Regions from separate parts of the Zea mays genome. Here regions 2 and 3 are each linked to region 1. The links are chromatin contacts, called in public Hi-C maps. All regions are on one chromosome and are shown on one strand. Each heading gives the region's core, a stretch centred on a gene start, on an enhancer-like site or on the middle of the called end of the contact. The rest is flanking DNA. Distances are from core to core; before and after follow the strand shown. Region 1 holds the start of LOC100272657. Region 2 holds the start of LOC100502175. Region 3 holds the start of LOC100193389.

Region 1 (2,919 bases), core at 300-2,799:
CAGAATTTTCGTTTCATACAAGATTAACTATATCAAATGGGAAAGTACCATCTGGGTCAACTTGGTTATTTTCCTCTGAAACTGAACTTGCGGTTTCTGAAACCTGTGATGATTTGGAAGTCGAAAATGCAGAATCTTCATCTGACAAAAATCCAACAGGCAACATTACCTATGGGAACTAGAATAATGTGGACCTAGATAGCACAAGGACCACGAGAATAATGCAGTACCTGATGGTGCAGAGGAGAAATTTGAAGCTGCTGCAGCTCTTTCCCTGGGAGCAGTATTCTATGAAAAAAGTAATTTAAAAACAGAAATCACTCTCAATTCAGCTAGAAATATAAACAAGGGAAAAATTGAAATGCTAGTCATTTGTGGGTTCTTGAGTTAACAATTAGACATAGCCTGAATGCCAGACTTACATCACTGCTGTCATCTTCCTGGAGTGACTGCACAAGTGTCTTCTTGAAAACTTCCAACTGCACAACAAAGTAAAATATAGGCAGTAAGGTACACAACTATGGAGCTTAAAGTGGTATAGAAATCGAGGCTTATGTTCAGCACCAATCAATGGTTGGACATGCTTATGAGAGAAAAATGATTGACAGGTTAACATTTTCACTACCTATTGACATTCCTTTTTTGCATTATAATGTTAAGGACTACAAAGTTCAGTTCGAAATTATGGTGAGATTGCTACGAAATCGTTCCGAACTAGTAGTGCAACACAAGGAAATCTGTCAAATTCTTCCCAAAGTGCAAGGGAATAGTGTTTTGGTACCTTGGCGACATCTCTGTTCAACTTCCTAACGGTGTTGGACAGCTCAGAGTTGTCCCGCTGCAGTGCGTCCTGTACGTCCATCGTCCACGATCAGAAGGTGAAGAAGCATTCGACTATAAGTAATTTGAGTTGCCCAAATCACGCAGCTACACATTGGTGGAATACAGATGACATTAGGCGCAAGCGTCGCGGGACCAGAGTCGCCGACAGATGGGACCGACCGAAGCCACCATTCCACGGAAAGCACAGTTCTGCCACTCAGCCAGGCGGCTAATAAGTAAACTGATTAGTGGTTACCTTTTCCTCCTCGGCGTGGCGGAGGCGGCCGGTGGCGACGGCGAGCGCGGCGTCGAGCTGCTCGACGTGCTCCCGGAGGTCCTCGGCCTCGGCGTCGCGTTCGGCGAGCTGCGAGCGCAGGCGCGCTGCTTCGGCCTCGAGGAGGCCGAGGCGGTGCGAGAGCGCGATGGAGGTGATCTTGCGCGCTACGTCCAGCTGAGCGAACGGGTCCGATGGCAGCACGGCTATCAGCTCAGCGGGGAGCCCAAAGTCTTGGGTCGGCGCCGCCGCGTTGTCCTCCCCCACCATCGCGGCCGGCGGCACCGCCTCCTCCAGTTCCATGTGTGCCCTCCTGCTCCGCGCCTCTCGGTGGACTGGTGCTCTCCGCTCCCCCTCTCTCGCCCTTTCCGTACCGCGAGCCGTTATCTGCCCGCCCGCGGGAGATTAGACTGGTGGGGCGCGAGGTCTCTTTGTGGAATTGTGGTGGCGAAGGCGCGCCCTGCCGGCTGCCCCGCGCCACGGGTTTGGGTGTGGGGAAGGGTTTGGACTTTGGAGGCTTGGGCCCGCGTCGCTCTCGCTCTTGGTGGGCAGGGCACTGTGCAGTGCAGGTGTGGGGTGGGGACTGGGGAGTGGGGAGCCGGTGAACGTCCGGACGGTCCGGTCATCGGGGGGAGGCCTCGCGCCTCGGCACCAGGCTGTGGCATAGATAGGCGAAGGTCGCGCGATGCACGTGGGTGGATAGGGGCGCCGCTCCGGTTGGGAAGGAGCGTGGTGCATTGTTTGTGGCCTTGGGTGGCTTATTCTGTGCAGTGATTGGACACGTTGAAGTTTCTCCACCCGTCCTGATATACAAGGTACCCTTTTGATTTAAAGACTAAAAAATATATTTAAATCTTTATATAGAGTGTGTTTGGTTTCTAGGGACTAATTTTTAATCTTATATTTTATTTTATTTTAGTCTCTAAATTGCTAAATACGAAAACTAAAACATAGTTTTCATATTTGATAATTTAGGGACTGAAATAGAATAAAATGGAGAGACTAAAAGTTAGTCCCTAGAAACCAAACACCCTCATAATATTATATCGATGTATGTATACTTAAAGAGAACACATCTTATATTATAGGATAAGAACAAAAAGTAGTTATGTCTTATAAACTAGGATGTGGAATACCTGCTAAGACCAACTAATTGTTAGTAGTAGCTGTTGTTAGGGCATCTCCAAGAGACTAGCAAAATGACCCATCAAGCTAAAATTTAGCTACTTGCAAAACAATTCTCTAATAGACTAGCCATCCAACTCATCAAGTCATCTGACTCTCCAAATTGGCCCTCTCTCTAGCCAAACTTGGCTAGCCAAACTAACTTGGCTGCTGGAGAGTCTGTTGCAATAAGATGATACATATAGAGTTTAGTCTTTATAGAGAGATAAATAGATAGTCAAAACTGGAGAGTCCCTTATTAGCTTGCTAATAATTAGCTCTAGAGGCTTGGAACAGGGCCTAAGAGCAACTCCAATAGTTATGTAAATTTTAGCTCTTTAAAACACAGATTTAAGAAATTGCTAAGTAACTTTGGGAGTAAAAAAATGTGAGTTCTCTAATAGTTCTCTAAATATAGATTGTAGTTTTGTTTTGTGTTTATCCACATCAAAAAAATAAGTCACAAATGTCACCAATTACCTTCATTATCTACATAATGCAGTCCACATTTCCACATTTTTGTTTAGGGAGTTGCTAAATGGTTGCCAAATGTAGAGAGAAAATGAGGTTATATGAGAAGTTGCTAAATTTAGAAAGTTCATTTAGAGAACTGTTGGAGAGAAGTTTTTATGTTAACTACTTAAATTATTGATTCAGGA
Region 2 (2,919 bases), core at 226-2,725, 210 kb before region 1:
CCACTATAGCATATCCGCGTATGCACAGATCCCTTCAGCTACTCGCCTACTCTCATAAATCTAGTCCTCAACTGAATCACCTGTTATAGTACAAGTCTACTGTGGATGACATGTGAAATAAATGTGCATCACAGATCAGCAACACTCATCCACTCTCATATTGGGTTCCACAGAAGTTGAATTGTGAATTTCCTTCAGGTAGTGCTGGATGAAGCAAATTTTAATATCCAATTGGGCATTGTTTAAGACATTAACCTTAAATTTAGTTCAGCCTTACCCTCTTAAACTACATTTGCGTTTCTCGTGTTTGATCTATGCAATTCTTGATTATATAGCTATCAATTAAAAGTTCTGTAGCTCGACTACTGAAAGCACAGTATGAAATAGGAAGGAAAGTAGCGATGCAGCTTACACATTTCTGCCCCACTTGTCCACTGCGGTGCTAATCTTGGCCTCAGTTCCATAACCAGTGCCCTTGCCATAATGACCGATCAATTCCTTCGTTGGGTACCGGAGTTTTAAAAAGTTATCTTTCTCAGCCGAGTAGATGAACCTCTGCTTCCGAAAATCAAAGTAAATCTCCTCTGTCTCACCTGCAGCTGAAGTTGAGGCCACCTGAACAAACCCTCGAACAACACACTCAGTAACCCCGAGGAGAGAGATGAAGGCGCAACAAGCTCTCGTGGGAAATAGGGATTTTGAACTCACATTTTTCTGTTTGTGCAGAGGTACAATCTCCTTTGACCCCGAGAACTTAGCAGGAGTCACCTTACACGTGTTAGCGGCATGGATATCCTTGACCTGCACTATCACCAAGCTCAAGCAGTTCAACCCTAAAACCTAAAGAGTTCAAACAGATATGGATAATGCTGACTAGATGGGTTAAGAATTGATAGGCGACTCGCCTTAGAGTACCCGACGAAGGCACGGAAATCGACGAACCAGGCGGTGAAGAGGAAGGTGAGAATGTGAGCAGCGGAGAGCGCGGCAAGGATGATGAGAGCGTCAGTGAAGTCGAGCGCCGGGACAGCAAGCAGCAGCCAGAGCGCATAGAGTGCAAGGAAGGGCCAGAAGTCGAGGCGCGACGGCCAGTGGCGCCGCCGCAGCAAGTCCACGCCTTGCACCGACTTGCCGTTCACCTCGAACCGCGCCATGCCGGCGCCGCGGCCACCCAGATCGGGAAGCGCTGCGGAGCTACCCAGAGTCGGATCGTGTCCTGATGTAGACCAAAGAGGTGATACAAGTGGAGGTTTGGGGAGGTTTTACCGAGTCGGCTCGACGGGACTCGACCTGCAGCGGCCAGCGGCTACCGGAGTTGAGGGGGCGGACGGCGGACGGCGCCTCTACCGACGCGAGGGCTTGTCGCCGCTGCTGCTTCGCTGCGCGGTTCTGCTCTCCGTCTCGTCCGCCGCCTCGTCTTCAGTGGTTACGATGTGGAATCCCCACGACGATCTAATTCCAATTATTTCGAATTCTCGAGAGACTTTTCCTTTTCCTTTTTCTTTCGTAATTTAAGCAAAGTTTGTACAGAGCAAAAACAGGTGGATCCGAGAGACACTCAACTGTATGGTGAAGATGCTAAAGCTAAAGTATGACAAAAGTATTCCTCCATTTTTTTATTTGTTACGGTTTAATTAAAAAACTATTACTATTCTAAATTATTTAATTAACTATATAAAAAATATAGCAAACATGATTTATATCTACGGATTCAGTGTCGTTTGATTTAATTTCTCTTTCTCTGTAAAGGGGTGTTTGGTTACACCTCGCTAAAATTTAGCTCATGTCCTATCGAATGTTTGAACCTCCGTTCCGGGTATTAAATGTAGTCTGATTATAAAACTAATTTGTCAGCCGAAGATTAAAAGACGAGACGAATCTAGTCCAGTTGGTTGGGTCTATATTTCATACTCCTATTTAAAAGTCAAACGCTTGATGTGACCCGGGCTAAACTTTAGCAGGAGCAACCAAACACCCCCAAATAAAGCATCAGTCACGTGTCATCCTTTACACTTAATGCAAAAATAAAGTAAAAAATGTGCATAAACGAGATTTGATGGGATTTGAATTGAACCTTAGTCACTAGCTTCACACATATACCCACTTAACCAATAAAACACATATATTTTATGCCTTATTAAAATAAAGTCCGCTCATATAATATAGCAATGCACAATCAACTGAGTAGTGAAATTGAATCTGGTTAGATTACAAATCAACCATGGTATTGAAATGGGTTGTGATTCTAATTATATTGTTTGGATGTCACTAAATTGGAGTTTGGAATTGTGTCGTCTAATTCCACTCAATACAAAGGATTGATGCTCTGTATTGAGAGAGTGAGTTTCTAGTTGTAGTCCAATTCCAGTGAATAGGGTCTCTGAATCCAAATTTCAATTCCATGCAACCAAACATAATAATTCTGAAAGGTGATTCCAATTCATAATTTTGTGCTTCAATATTTACATCCAAACGGGATATAATATAATGGAACTCGTGGAGCAACACGAAAGAAAGGACGAAGTTATGCAAGTGAAACAAATAAATTCTATTGTTGAGCTCATTTAACATGTGTACCTATGAGTTATTCTAGGTTCCAATCATATTCCAGCATGGAAAATTTTGTAATATAAATACAAGAAATGAATTGATGGTGTATAGATGCTCAATGTAAAGAAGGATTAAAACATGATAATGCTCTTCTTAGATATTAAAAATTCGATACTTCCTAGTAATCCTTGTTGAAGCATCTACAATAAGGTGACGCTCTCCCATAATCCACAGTGCTCTCTATGGGTGGATTCTTTACCGCTTCAGCAAGGTAAATCACTCACAAGCCTTTACATCTTAAGATGATGACACACATAATATTCATAGGATGATTACTAAACTCTCGATCGCTATCATGCCATCTAGGTG
Region 3 (2,919 bases), core at 228-2,727, 140 kb after region 1:
TAAGAACTGGCAGGCCACACATGCCAGATCGACCACAGCTGAGAACGTCACAACGTACATGTTCCTGGATGCATGGGTATCATAAAAATGCAAAACCATGACATTCGACATGGCCCCAGAAATAGACATTTCACTATGAGTATGAATGGAACAAGATTACAATTGCAAACATGCATTGATCTGCCTTACCTCTAACAAATAAGCATGATTTCAGAATCCTGGGGTTTGGGCTTCAGTCATTCAGTGGCACAGAAGTCCTAACCTCTGATTCCCCAAACCCTTGAAATTTAATCTTGCCCTCAAATGCCTTAACAACATCAGGCACATCCTTAGCATGCCTCAACACATACCTCTCCGAGAAGACCCTAGAATTGGAAAGCAGTGGTGGAATCAACTTCTGTGTCCGCTTAAGCTTACCCTCCTTCATCAATATGCTCAGCACGGCGCACCTTGGCATGATATTCTTCTCCAAGCTCAACGCCAGAGTCAGTGGCTGCGCCATCACATCAGCTATCTCAAGCTTCATCACATCCAAGAAAAACCTGAACTTCTTCTTTATGGTCTCATCTCCGACGAGCAGTATGGTGGGCTGCGTCTTGAACGCCCTGAAAAGGTCAGATTCGGACACCCCGAAGCTCTTGAAAACCGCCACCTTGCGCACCATAGTCTCCCTCCTAAGGCTGCAAATGACGCGGAAGCCGTAGAGGAAGCCCGTATCCGTGACGCGGAGGCCGAGCGCCTTGAGGTCATGGAAGGCCTCGCGGATGCGCTCCGGCGGTGTCTTGATCATTCCCATGTGAATCATGAGAAGCTTGGCGATGGCTTCCATGGAGAGACCGTGGCTGAGGAACGCCTCGACGGCGGGGCGCATGGTGCTCTCGATATCGGTCATGAGCGCGCGGGGCACGCGGGAGACGGCGATGCGGATGTTGTCATCGGTACGAAGGATGGTGCGGAAAAACTCGATGCAGGGTATGATGTGTTTTTCCAGGCTGCGGGCGAGGATGTGGGGCTCGGTGGCGAGCAAGCGGGGCTGGATCCCGAGCGAGACGAAGAAGTCGAGCTTGGGGCGAATGGTGCGGTCTGGATCGAAGGTGAGCAGCAGCGGGTCTAAACGCACCGTGCGGGTGATATCCGCCTCGGAGAAGCCGTACTTGCGCAGGAGGGCCCGAACTGCGTCGGCCCGGTCCGTGTCCCGGATGCGGACCTTGCGAGCGGCGGCGACGGCGGGGGAGACACCGCAGGAAACCAGGTAGGAGACCGTAGTGGGGCAGGGCTCGCGGTCGGGCGCCGCCTGAACGGCGGACGAGTAGTAGCTTTGAGAGAGGAGGGCGCGCGCGTGGTTGGAGTGGATGGGATTCTTGCCGCTGGCGGCGGCGGCGGCGGCGGCGAGGATTGGGGAGAGGGGGATGGTGAGCCGCCGCCGGCAGACGTTCGCAAGCATGTTGGGTGCAGTCCGTTGGATGGTGAATTCAGCGTTGATTCGCTGTGTGTGAGCAGGGAAGGCCACCGTATCGTGTTTTGAGCATGGCCGTAGAGGACACAGGACCGGGCCTAATTCGCACACCGTAGCCGTCCAGGCTCAGCTCGGCCCGCGTACAAATAACTTTTGCCGCCCAGCTCAGCCCCAAAGCTTTAGCCTACGTCGGTTCAATTGCACTAGTAGCTACCGCTCGCCCAGCGCGCGGCCTGCTGCTGGCTCGCTACAGACGATGAAGAGTGGTCATGCGACATGAATCTTAATCATACCAAGTGAAAAAAACACCGACGTAGATATTGTTGGGAGCTATTTGGAAGCGTAGTTTTTTTATATAACTAATCTAACAATGATTATGTATATACGCACATGTTGTTTTTAGTAGTCGTGGTGGTCTATGTACGATTAGAATTGACATTGATCATCCAACGGTATCATCCAACAGCCGATAGGAAGGAAGATTGAGTTTAGTAGGCTCTATACACTATTCTAAATTAGTAGGGATGAAAAAGTCGGATATTATTTTTTGTCTTTTATTATTATGAATAAATAGGATATAAAATATGTTGTGTAAGTTTAGATTCTTATTTTTTACAATGATCTTTAAAAGTTTTATAGAAAGTAAACCTCAAATTTATTATATATCTTTTTAAATGATAGATATAAAATTCAGATACAGATATAGAAAAATTTTCATGTTTTTTTGTTGTAGAGAACAAATATTGTATAAAACAACTAATACAATATTTTATTCTTATTTATAATAATATGCATATAACACAACAAAAGATTAACATCGAACTTTACACAGATCTATATAAAAATATTAGATTTGTTCTATAATAGCTAGGGTATCCTCTCCTATCTAAAGTGTTTGTATCCAGCATATAACGTGCTTTCGTTCCTTGCCTTCGTGCTTGCCTTCTTTGTCATATTGATTCTTGTTTTTTTGGGAGATACTTTTTATTCTCTTTCCTGTCTGGCCACAGTATCGCTGCATGCGGTAGGCTACGCCTGAACCGGCGCATCGTCCAAGGCCTTGGCAGGCTAGCTGGCAGGCAGCAACGTGTACGTGGCTTCCTCCTGTGTGGTATGGCGTGCCCACATTGCCAGCCTTTGTCCGGCCGACTGCACGAAGCCACAGAGAAAGCGATGCATCTAGCGTCATCCTCGTGCACCGTTAGATTTTGATCATACGGACAAAAGAAAAAGTACTGACGTGTATAGGCTGGGAGAGCGTATTTGCTCCCAGCTTTAATATATAGAAATTTCAGCGCTGATCTACTTTCTACCTTAACTCGACAAGTGGACATTGGAGTTCAAATGGAAAAAAAGTGGACATTGCAAATTTCCCATTGCTTTATTGCGCAAACTTGAACTAGAAAGCTGTGAAAATGCAAAGTGTCATTGGAGGCCGTTTTTGCAAAAAGAGGTGCCAAATT

Evidence for each region. A called contact is a pair of places that touch in the nucleus more often than the background predicts.
Region 2: a Hi-C map of leaf shows a contact between it and region 1, with 7 times the contacts expected there. The contact joins the promoter of LOC100502175 here to the promoter of LOC100272657 in region 1. A contact is called at or near these places in 3 of 25 Hi-C or Micro-C datasets (ear, leaf and tassel).
Region 3: a Hi-C map of ear shows a contact between it and region 1, with 3 times the contacts expected there. The contact joins the promoter of LOC100193389 here to the promoter of LOC100272657 in region 1. A contact is called at or near these places in 6 of 25 Hi-C or Micro-C datasets (ear, endosperm, leaf and 1 more) and 1 of 3 datasets of contacts at active chromatin or transcription factors (leaf).

The regions. Positions count from the first base shown.
Region 1 is chr6:156,769,681-156,772,599 of Zm-B73-REFERENCE-NAM-5.0, forward strand. It overlaps LOC100272657, which reads right to left and starts at 1,550. Exons shown (of 9, transcript NM_001147115.1): 1 at 1,079-1,550; 2 at 782-850; 3 at 423-479; 4 at 231-288; 5 at 49-141. The coding sequence starts at 1,399.
Region 2 is chr6:156,561,651-156,564,569 of Zm-B73-REFERENCE-NAM-5.0, forward strand. It overlaps LOC100502175, which reads right to left and starts at 1,476. Exons shown (of 22, transcript NM_001366990.1): 1 at 1,267-1,476; 2 at 906-1,186; 3 at 709-801; 4 at 413-615. The coding sequence starts at 1,154.
Region 3 is chr6:156,908,950-156,911,868 of Zm-B73-REFERENCE-NAM-5.0, forward strand. LOC100193389 reads right to left here and starts at 1,478. Exons shown (of 1, transcript NM_001138518.2): 1 at 1-1,478. The coding sequence starts at 1,444. The coding sequence ends at 233.